Linked DNA regions of Mus musculus: region 2 is linked to region 1. The links are chromatin contacts, called in public HiChIP or PLAC-seq maps. All regions are on one chromosome and are shown on one strand. The core of a region is the stretch at or near the end of the contact, and the rest is flanking DNA. Distances in the headings are between cores, read along the strand shown. Region 1 has its middle 18 kb from the start of Gm40241. Region 2 has its middle 3.9 kb from the start of Gm38545.

Evidence for each region. HiChIP or PLAC-seq counts read pairs in DNA pulled down with a chosen protein or histone mark.
Region 2: a contact with region 1 is called in an H3K4me3 HiChIP or PLAC-seq map of embryonic basal ganglia, with 6 times the contacts expected there. The contact joins two enhancer-like sites. A contact is called at or near these places in 2 of 484 Hi-C or Micro-C datasets (embryonic somatosensory cortex and neural progenitor cells), 7 of 115 datasets of contacts at active chromatin or transcription factors (astrocytes, embryonic basal ganglia, embryonic forebrain and 4 more) and 2 of 9 other capture datasets (embryonic stem cells and embryonic tail).

The regions. Positions count from the first base shown.
Region 1 is chr4:124,032,768-124,038,763 of GRCm38.p6, reverse strand. No RefSeq gene overlaps it. Among named protein-coding and RNA genes, the nearest start is that of Gm40241, 18 kb to the left of the region's middle. Within about 2 kb of position 2,838, at least 39 of the 459 cell types and tissues checked have an H3K27ac peak or open chromatin away from gene starts, as enhancers often do. A contact at or near this core is called in embryonic basal ganglia and forebrain, where this site is marked.
Region 2 is chr4:124,669,285-124,674,899 of GRCm38.p6, reverse strand. No RefSeq gene overlaps it. Among named protein-coding and RNA genes, the nearest start is that of Gm38545, 3.9 kb to the right of the region's middle. Within about 2 kb of position 2,254, at least 48 of the 459 cell types and tissues checked have an H3K27ac peak or open chromatin away from gene starts, as enhancers often do. A contact at or near this core is called in embryonic basal ganglia and forebrain, where this site is marked.

The sequences.
Region 1 (5,996 bases), core at 1,589-4,088:
TTAGCCGGACCACATAACATGCTGCATGTAAGAAACCCCTCCCCCCACCACACACACACACCTTACTTTTATGGAAGACTGCTTGGTCTATTTGAGAAGCTTTCCCTGTCCATCTGGCGTCATGAGATGAGGAGGTGTCGTTGAGACAGGGGGATTTCACAGGAGGTCGGGCAACCTGTCTCTTACCAGCTGTAAAATCTCAGAGAAACAGAAGATATGAGGCCCCTCCCAGAGCTGCTGTGAGGACGGAACGAGATAAGCATCTGAAAATGGGATGCAGGTGTCAGTTATTAATGAGAACTTGTTAACCTCAAAGGTTTTGTGGGCTGAGCTCCAAAAAACTGCCACTGGGCCAGGACTTCATTGTAGAAGCGTAGCTGTCTGCCATCACGGAAAAGGGGTCTTGTAATTATATCCATTAACAGAAGACAGAAACTGGAGGCCAGAGAGGCCATGGAACCTTACTCAGGGTTCCACAGCCAGTAAGGGGCAGGACATGGGTTTGAACACCCGCTCTTGGAAGAAGCCATATAGTGTTTTCCATTATGTGGCAGCCACTGTGCCGGCCACAGAGCTATAGAGGTGACAGTCTTGTGGTGTCAGACCCAGCAGAACACAGCGGCTGGTGGAGCACATGTCTATGAATAAGCTAGTGCCTTTAATACATCAGCAAGCGATACTTATGCCAGGTATGGGTCTGACTGCTCTGTGCCAATCTCATTTGGTTCTTACACAACCAGAGGAATTGGACACTGTTATTTCCTCCATGTGGATATGGGAACAAGCTCCAAGATCAGATGCAGTTCAGCAGTAGAACAAGGAATTTAACCGAGGCTGTTTCTCCTCTGCTGCAGAAGACGCCACGGGAGAGATAGGTTCAAGAGCCTCAGGAATCACAAGCTGCAAAGAGGCTGAAGGTCTCCCAGAAGAATTAACACTTGGAGCAGGAAAAGAAGCAGAGGAAACAGGGAACTGTCTCAGATAGGCCTGCCACTCAGAGTGACCTGATCCGCCTTGAGCTGAGTGACACAGGCAGGGAAATGGGCAGCCCCAGGGAACCTGGCTGTGCAGGCTCTCATCCCGGGAGACCAGGCCCTGTGTTCCCATCTCTGTAATGACACTCAGGTCCAGTTCACAGTGGGCACTAGTTTCTTGTGGAGATTAGCACTCAGTCTACAGAAATTCAGTCCAAGAAGAGTTCTTAAGGACGAGGTCATCCAAAGTCTTCATTTTACAGGAAGGAAACTAGGAGCCAACAAGGGACAGAATTGGGTTAAACTATTCAGATTCCATGTGTCTGAGGGTCCAGACAGACCCAAACCACAGGTGCCAGGAAAGTAGCCTAATTGAACCATCTCTGGGCCTGCAAAGAATTAAGGGAGCGACTCCAGGCAGACCCTGGCAGACATGGGCAATACAGCGCCGATGACATCACCAGATGGATCCCACTGGGTGACTAAGCTGTAACAAGTGAAGCCCTGCCAGCCTCAGTTTCCACATTTGGAAAACAGGGAGAGCAGCCGCTGTCATTACATCATTGTGAGGATTAAATGACAGCCAGGAAGAAGTGGATAAGATACAAGATGCGGGGCGATCCTTCTTCAAATAGAACTGATTCACCCCCTTCATGAAACCTAGTCGGTGGCCTCTGGGGCCCATGGCATTTTCATGTTCGATGTTCTCATCGTCTCTCCCTCTGCCATCCAAAGCTTGTCCCCCTATCCCCACCTTTCCTACCCAACCTCCTTATCCCTGATCTAGAAATTCCTATTAAAACCCATGAGATCTCACAGTGACTCAGACTCTTGAAGGTGACCCAAAATGTCCAATCAGAGAAGGGAGAGGGTGAGTTCATCGAAGTTGCTCAGAGGTCTGCTTCCACTATCAGGTGTGGGAGGAACACCTGTCAGAGAGTGGCCCGCCCCCCAGCCCTCCTGATTGAAAGGGAAGCAGACAGGATGGGCCACCCAGCATCACATTCTCCAGCTCTTACTCATAGGCCCCAGGAAAACACAAGTTTCAGGGGTCTGCACTGGGACCAGACTTTCTTGTTGCTGTCTACACAAAGAAGGCCTGTACGCACGCACGCGCGCGCGTGCGCATACACACACACACACACACACACACACACACACACACACACATGCTGTTGGGGGTTGGGGGACATCCCAGTGCAGAGGTGGGTCACCTGGCCAGCAGCTTACATCGTTCCCTTTCCCCCCTCAAACCATTCCAGGGGGTCCGTCAAGACACCTCTTTTGTACTTTGCCCGAGAAGAAAGTAAATATTTTTCAATGAAATTCAGCAATCAATTAAACGCCGTCTCTCTTTAATACAAACGTTGAACCAACAGCGGCTGCACATTCCAACAAGAATATTTAAAGCAATTAAACTTTAGCTACTTTTAAAACAAATTCTTTTAAATGCTAATGGCCATTGTTTTCGCACTTCATAAGTAAAATTTTGTGTCGAGCAAGGTTAGATGATTGCAATGATTTAATTGTACTTCTCAGAGAAGAGAAAATGTTAAGAAAAAAAGCTAAGATGGACCTCTTACCACATCCCTACCACAAAATGTCCTGTAACAATAGCAGCGTGATTTGCTGAAATTAAAATGCTATTATGGTGAAATTAGGGCTTCAATATTTTTAGCAGCCTTAATAGGCCTTGCATTTTAAGGGACATCTGATAATAGATAATTACATTTCATCTTAAAGAAACTGAGTTGTTTTCTTAAGGAAAATACTTTTCTTTCTTCCAGAGAGGTTAGAGCCGAGCCATCATTAGAAGCAGCTCTGAGCTCGAGGTTCCTGCTTCGGCTTGGGAAATAGAGATTAGCATATAAATAGCCTTCGGAGCCTGCTTGATTCCAGCTATTTTGCGTTTCAATGTGGCATCAGAATGCACTTAGCAAGAAATGTTCGAGAGGAGAAAGAGGTTTGTAATACGTCGCTTTTATAGAGGGGGGAACTTTAAGTATAAAAGATCACCCACTCTTCTGTGGGCCTTTTTTTTTCTGTATCCTTTCAATACCCCAATTACAGACTCCAAGGAGCCAACGGGCCCCCTAGAACGGATCCTTAGTTTACACTGCAGCTTTTCTCTGGACTGAGAAAATATGTCCAAATGGCCCACAGGAAATAAGACAAATATTCGGGTTTCCTTCTGGATGCGGTAAGGGTCCTGGGGGGCCGCAATGTGCCCTTTATCCTCACTCTCCTTCTACCCATCAGCAGTGGGGACGTGGACGGCTCCTCCAGGTCCCATTTGCTGGAGCAATGAGGGAGATTCCTGGCTGGCTGCCTGAAGGCTAGTTTCTCTCCTGGGAAATCTCAGGGACTGGGCATGGAGCCTGAGGGTCTCTCTGCTCTCCTCCATATTCCCGACTACTGCCAACACACACACACACACACACACACACACACACACACACACACACACACATGGTAGCTAGATGATTTGTACAGGGCACTGGACAGCTGTAGGAAGCGTGCTCAGCTGTTTGCACGGGGCTGGGGAGACAGTGGGTGAATGACATGATTTTTCCTAAATGCTTCAGTGGGAGAGGGATGTAAGCCAGGCACTGACAGCAGAATGACTTTCAAATGGAAATAGGAACCCTCACCAGGACAGAGAAGATAATTTCTCCTACCCTTAATCCATAACCAGGTTACTCACCAAGAGTCTCTTGTCAGTGTGGAGCCCTGGGTTCAAGTTCAGGCTCCTCTGTGAGCTTGATATGTGTATAGAAGTAGAAGCAATGGCAAGCCCTTCCCTACCCCGTCATGAAGAAGATGGATACTTTTCTATAATAAAGGTGACACTCAGGAGGCAAGTAGATCTCTCTGACCTCAAGTCCTGGTCTATATAGTGAGTTCCAGGCCAGTCAGGGCTACATAGTGAGATATTGTCTCCAACCTCCATCCACCAAACCAACCAACCAAACAAACAAACAAGAAAGCAAGCAAACAAACAAACAAAAAACAGAAAGAAGGAAGGAGGGAGGGAGGGAGGGAGGGAAGGAAGGTGTTCTGTTTTGCTTTCTACTGCCGTGATAAACACCAGGACCAAATGCAGCAGGGGGAGGATAGGGTTAATTTCATCTAACAACTCTCCATGGGGGGAGAAGGGGGGCAGGAACCTGAAACAGAAGCCGGGACTGGGGGCTGGGTGTGTTTGTGGGGGTGCTTCTTGGTTCCATTTCCACAGCTTGCCCAATCTGCTTTCTTATATAACTCAGGACCACCCATCCAAAAAGCACTACCCACTGTGGGGTGCCCCCCCCACATCCATCATTTATCAAGAAAATCCAACCCCCAACACCCGTGGACTTGCCCACAGGCCTATATGAGGGAGACCTTTTCTCAAATGAGGTTCCCTTTTCTGAGATGACTCTAGCTTGTATCAAATTGACAAAAACAAAAACAAAAACAGAAACAAAAACAACAACAACAAAAACCAACCCCACCTAACCAGCACACCAAGTTACTGCAGAAAAGTTTAAAAATAGGAACTGAAGACCAAAATAAAGCACATGTGTGCCGACGATTCTCCAAGCTGAATAACTGATTAGGAGGGTCTGAATACTGCAGATCAAAAGCCAAGTTACCTTGGGCTATTTTCAGTGCCTTTGAGAACCATTCACTCTTTGCTTCTGTGTCCGTAACTGTCAAAACCTGTAAGACACGTCTGAGCCATGGCCACTAGCTTTCACCAATCTGAAAAGCTAAGGATGCAATCAGCATCCAAAACCTACAGCAGGGCCTCCCCTGCTCTGCTGCCAGCCTCCTCCCTGCAGTCCCCACCGATGTGCTTGATTTATGACCTTCTTTGTTCTGTAACTAATCACATGCCATGGACCCACTTCCACAGTAGAACATGTACTTTAGCTACGATCACTCACATTTGGCTAAAAAAAATTAACTATCTTTGATCCCTTTTTGAGGTGAAAGCTGTGTTTTGCATCAACATGAATTTATTTGGTCATAATTTTTCTATGACACAGGACCCTTCAGATTGAAGACAAGGTTCAAAGGGCCAGGATGAATGCTTCAGTTCGATGAACATGGTAGAGACATGATTGGACAAAAGGGGTGTTATTAAAAGAAGGGTGCTGTCTGTCCAGACTCTTCTTGGCCCCTCAGTGGTAATATTTGGTTTGGGCATTGTTGTTGTTTTTTAAGGTTCATTTATTTTTATGTGTATGAGTGTTTCTCAAAATATATATATGTACACCACACGTGTGCAGTTTCTGAAGAGGCCGGGAGAGGCATTGGATCTCCTGGAACAGGTGTTATAGACAGCTGTGAGCCACCATGTGGGTACTGGGGCCTAACTTGGGTCCTTTGCAAGAACAATAAATGGCTAAGATGGCTCTTAGCCACTGAGCCATCTCTCCAGCCTCCCCTTGTAGCATTTCTTCTTTCAAGACGCATGGCAGGGATCTGCAACAAGGACCTTAAGTCCTTTGTGGCCCAGCTCCTACACAGAAAAGTGGGAGAAACAAGGGTATATTTTGAGGGTTCAAGGCTGGCTTTGGGGAAAATGGTTCTGGCTCCTGTTGAGATAGGAGTTAGTCAGCTCTCCTTAGACCATGAATGGCAGAGCCCATGGTGTGCCATGACCTGGTCACTTCTCACCAGGCCCCTGGCTGGACAAGTAACAGATGAGGATCTTTCAGTGGGGCCTGGGGAACATGCAGAGTACATGTGGATGGATGCCTTATTGGCTAAGCCCAAGATGGGCTTTAAAATGACCAATCCCAATAAAGATAGCTCCAATCTTCATCCAATTCCCAACACAAGACCCACAAAAGGCCACAGGGCATGTTAGCATAGATATACTCCTACCTTAAAACCCCTTCGACTCCCCAGAGTTTTCCTCACTTTTTCTTAATAAATCTCCATTCACTCTGCTCACGCCTTGCGGGAGTTTTCTTACTTTTCTTGGGCAGAAGACAATGGCTCAGAGTGGCTTTGGGGACCATTTACCCTCAG
Region 2 (5,615 bases), core at 1,005-3,504, 640 kb before region 1:
AGCCGCACGTCCTTCATCGGGGAAAGCCGTGTGCAGACTGTTTGCTCGGCATGACAGCGGAGGCCGGCTAGGCCAGGGCCTGCCAGGCCAGGGCCTGCCAGGACTTGAAACCATGAGGCGAGTAGGTGTGTGGTTCTGGGCTCTCTCTTCCTCCCAAAGCTATCTTGGCTTGCCAGTTCCCAAAGCCTCATGCACAGAGCACTGGGAAGGGTGTACTGAGCCTGGGGTGAGAACCCTGGGCCCAAACTGCCGATGAACGGAGGGCTGGGGGTGGGCTGTCTGAGGCTGAGCTGGCAGGTTTCTTGGCTTTTTGCAGCTGCCTTCTGGGGTTAGACGGTGCACTCTCTAGCCAGCCAGGTCATGGGGCCTCCTTGCTGGCACAGTCCCCACTGGCTTCTGGGCCTGTAGAGAATGGATGCGGGAACAACCGTGTGCAGTTGTAACAAGGAAAGGCATAGAGGCTGTGTGCTTAGGTCTGTGGCCTGGGGGATCACTCGGTGGTAGAGCTCTGGCTTAGAATATGCAAAGCCTGGACCAGAGCCTTAGCCTTCCAAAGCCCAAGTCTGAGACTCTGGAGCCCAGAAGAGGCAGTCCTGGTTGTACATACTTCTGCCTGCCTCCCCTAGAAGGCCAGGCCAAAGGAAACATCGCTCCCGCGGCTCCTGACTCCAGTAAGGAACTGCTTTGCCTTCTCTCCCCAGGCCCTCTGGTATGGCATTTTGGGAAGTCTTGTCTCAGTTACATCTCCTGTCCATCTGCTCTGCCTGACTTGATGGTCCTAGAAAAGGCGATGGCCATATCCTGACATAGGAGGAACACCCAGGTGCTGGGAGGTCCCGCAGTCTGTCCCCGGCAGGTAGAGGCTAGTCTGGAGTAGAACTGAGGATCTAGGCAGGGGGCTGCTGCTTTGGGGGATTTAAGGAAGGTGGGAAGGAAGGCGTCTCAGGTCTTCATTGTCTGTCACCTGATGGCCACGCTCAGATCACCAGTGTTAACGAAACCCTGGTGCCTGGAGGCAGGTGGGTACTCCCCTCCCTTGCCCTGAGCCAGTCTGACTAATTTACAGCTTTTTATTTTTCTTTGTTACCCCCAAAGGCTTCTTTCTGAGGTGACAAATGGTGGGGGTGGGGGTTGGTTTCAAGTTTTCACATTACTGAGTGGAAATAACACCCCATCCACACAACCTTTCTATTTAAAAAAAAAAACAATCAAAAGCCAAAACACAAACAAACAAACAAAAATCAAAAACCAAACCAAACCAAAAGCAAAAAGCAGCTCCTACAGAACAGGCAAGCTTCACCTTGAAAGCACTGAACAAGTCCCCATCTTTGGCCTTCTTTTGCTCAGAGAACTGAAGAGTTCAGAGGAGAGGGCTGAGCAGTGGCAGGGACCACCCCTCTAGAGGTGGCAGCACCTGCCATTTTGCTAAAAGTTAGGGGAAGACCTTCTGTTCCTCCAGCTCCGGGTTTGCATGGGTTCCCATGGCCTGTGGTAGAGTGCAGGACGCGCGGGACTGTCAGCTCAGGGTGAGGAGGGACGGAGTGGGGAGGAATCGGCTCTCTTCCTTAGCTAATTTGATCCTGTAGGGCCGGGACTAATGTCTCTCCCTGAGAGAGGGCTCTTTAGGTAGAGAGGTAGGTGGGAAAACACAGGCTCCATCTGGCACGTAGAGACTGGGGAGGGGGTGCCACCCCCTCCTGTCTTTGGCTGGTAGCATTATAAACTACCCCCTGCCAGGGGCAGATGGCCTCCATGGCAGATGGAGACTAGGCCAGCAGTGGGATGGGCTTCCTAGCCTCAGCCTGGCCTCCTCACAGGCTAATAAGACAACCAAGGAGGCAGTGACAGGACAACTTCCCTCCTCCCCCCCACTCCCGCCCCCATCTCTCCCCTCGCGTGTGTACGGGCACGTGTGCGCATGCGCACCCCCCCCCTTTTTTTTTTTTTTTAAACTAGTCTGTGGAAGAAGTAAGGCGCTCCCAGATAGAGCCAGTGGATATCAAGACACTGTTTACTCTGTAGTTTGGGGTGGCAGGTGCTTAGGCCTAACACTGCCCACCTGTCTGGGTTCCTGATGCTCCGCATCGTTGGTTCTCCAGCGAGGCTGATAGTCTCTGGGGTTGGGAGACTGCTGCCGCTAGAGCTCAACTTGCTAGATGAAGATCCTTTCCTAGGTCCCCAGAGCATGGGCCTGGGCAGCAGCTCCTCCCCGAGGACGCACCCCTTTATTATGCGTTCCTGCCCCCTCGCTGCTCAGGCAGGCAGCGGCCTTCATTAGCCAAGGAGCCGGGGTCTGTTTTGGCTGCCTCATCAGCATCAGTGAACTGCGTCCCTGCGAGATTTGATACAATTTAATTAACCTAATTAAAAGCTCTGATTGCAGAGATGATTGGGGTAGCGCCAGCAGCGACTGCATATTTATAATGAGCTGCAAGGTGTGGGACCGCAGCCAAACGCCACGCATCCTAATGAGCGGGAGCCGGGAGCCAGGGAGCGGGAGAAGGAACGTTTATTTTTGGCAACAATGCCCAGTTCCTCCCTGCCAGGGAGTCAGAGACCCAGGGAGCAGAGACCGACCTGCCCACCACTCTCTTCTGCACAAGGTGAAAGCAGAAATGTGGGCTTTTCCTGCAGGCGGTGTTGCGCCTTTGGACACCCCCCACTTGCCCGGAACTCGGTGCTAGGGTCTCTGTTTGCAGAGTGGGGGTGGGGTGGCCGGGGCCCTTCCGCTGTTTCTCTCCATCTCTGGGAGCTCGGGACCACCTTCAGAGCCGTTCTGAAGACACAAGGTCCTGACTCATTTCCAGGCTCTCCTCTTAAATTTGTAAAAGGAAAGGAGGCCAACCAAGACAAGCTCAAAGGTGAGGCGAGATGTCAGAAAAGGGGTCTGAATGTCCAAGAGTCCCAAGTGAGGATCCTGGGCCTAGAGCAGGTAGGAGAAACAGCAACATAAACTCCCTGCTCATTCTACAAGTTGGAGTCTGGTATACCCAGCTCCTGGCTCCCTCCGAGGACCCTGCCCACCTCCCCTGGACTCTCCTCTCCCACTGCCTCTGTCTAGGGGAAATCTCGGTTTGTCTGACTCAGCGCTTCCGCTGTAAATCACATCTAATAATAACGAGAGTGAGAGCTGAGGCAGAGATGCTGTGGGTGAAGGGACGCACTGCCCAGGTGTTAAGGGGGCAGGGGTCCCTCGGTGAGCTCCAGAAGCCTTCATCAGAGGCCAGGAGGGAGAAGCAGGAAGTGGCCTTCTAGCCCCCTAGTCCCTCCTGTTCTGGAGTGTTCTTTGTATGTATGGGTCATGAGCTCAGCCAGGCTGGCCCAGCCCCCCAAAACTGTGAGCACTGCCAGGACAAGATGAGATTTGTCCCCAGCCCACCTTGCAGACTTGCAGCTTTTTAGCACCCTTATCAATCTTCTCTGTGGGTTTAATCATCTCTCTGTCATCCTGCAGGGCCAGCCCTCCCCTTCTGGAGCTCTTCAGCCCCAGCCCCTCCCCCAGGCACAACCCTCTTCCCTCACCTGACACCCCTGGTAAGAGAGACACAGTGGACCAGGGTGGTTTGGCCTTACATTTCAGTGGTAAGGGCTGAGTCAGGGGCTAGCTTTAAAGAAAACATAGGACTTTGTATTGCAGAGAACTGGCAGAGAACGTGCCCTACCTGGGTCTCCATTTGACTCCATTTCAGACTGGGTAGGATAAAGCCTAAAGGTTGGCCATGACCTTCAGCCTGGACTTGAGAGACTCCTGTGCAGGTGCAGTTTATGTTCTCGCCAACCCTGGCCTTCTTGGGGGGCTCAGGAGCCTGTGGCTAGGAACCATGAGCCCATGACTTTGTGGGCATCTTGGGAAAGAGGGTACACAGGAGTCAATGGGGCCTGTGTTGTGGTCCAGGCTGGGAGCCAGGACACAAGGGGCTCCGGGGCGCGTCCCAATGCTGACGTGCAAGATGACCTTCAGGGCCATATTTCAGCCTTCTTTGCTCTCTCTTTCCCCCCAGAGCATCTGTGGAATGGGTGAGGTGGGGGGGGGGCTGGGGTCACATGATGGCATATCTGCCCCGAGGAGAACAGAGGAAAGGAGGCCCTTCCTCCCTTTGCTCCCTCTCTCAATGCCAAGGGAGGGCCCTCCTCACCACTTCTTGAGGATCATGTGAAGTCTCAAAGAGGAATGGGGTCCTGTAGGGCATCGACGATGACATCATCATCATCATCACCACCACCACCACCATCATCATCATCATCATGCTTGAAGGACTCCCCAGTGGAAGCATTTCTTTGGGAGCTTATTATGGCTCTGGAGATTCACCAGCTCGCCTGGGCTGGAGAGGGTTTTCCCCCTACCACACACAGAGGCTGGGCTCTGGGAGACAATGGAGTGTTGACAAAGCCTCAGTCCTGGTCTCACATGACCTGACCAGGGTTGTGGGTGGACTGCACGTGGCCAAGCCGCCAGAGCTGACCTTTGGTCACTGGCTAGAGAAGAGAGGAAGCCATGAGGTCTCCTGCCCACTCAGTACCCTGGGCACCCTGCCACCCGACCCCAGGAACTGCCCTCTGGGCACACACTCTGCCCTCCCACTACCTTCCTTTCAGCCTTCTGTTCCACCACGGGTGAGAGTGGACGCATTCTGAATGTATTCGTGTGTGTCCGGCTGACTGTGAGGAGGGAGCACACGTGGGCTGAATGAGAGAGAGAGAGGGAGAGAGAGAGAGAGAGAGAGAGAGAGAGAGAGAGAGAGAGAGAGAGAATCATGTCTGGGAGTTCTTCTCAATCAGGAATGAAGAAGACCTGACTTCTCTGGGGTCTAGCACCAGTGACGAGGCCGGGCTTTCTACTTGGTCTCATGCTTTGGTCTGGGTCTGGCAGCGGCAGAGGCTGGGTCTCCTGGACACATCTTGTTTCATCCAGGAGGCCAGGCTCAGTGTTATTTTCAAACATAAAAAGGGATAAAGTTGGCATGGTGGCTCACACTTTTTTTTTTTTTTTTTTTAAATTTATTTATTTATTATATGTAAGTACACTGTAGCTGTCTTCAGACACTCCAGAAGAGGGAGTCAGATCCCATTACAGATGGTTGTGAGCCACCATGTGGTTGCTGGGATTTGAACTCTGGACCTTTGGAAGAGCAGTCGGGTGCTCTTACCCACTGAGCCATCTCACCAGCCCGGTGGCTCACACTTTTATCCCAGCATTTGTGAGGCTGAAACAGGAGAATCTTGGGTTGAAGGCTGGTCTGGGTCACGTAGCAAGAACCCGCCTTGAAGTGAACCAAACAAAAACAACAACAAAAAGCCAGAAGACTTTGAGGGGGTTGTATAAGTATTGTACTCAATGAATAAACTGGAAAGGCAATGAGTGAGGACGCAGGGCATGTACACGCACACACATGTACACATACACCCTGCACACATGCACTTCAACACATATGCCCACGCACGATGCATAGATGGAATTAATATACATGGAACGTCAAGAGAGCCAGTCTGGTTCTGAAACAGGTTTCTCTTTCTTTCCCCTCTCACTACAATTCTAAGGTAAATGTAGCAATGGGTGTTGTCTCTAGAGAATCTTCCATGATGTCCCTAAGGTGTTGAGATGCAGGGCTTCAGAG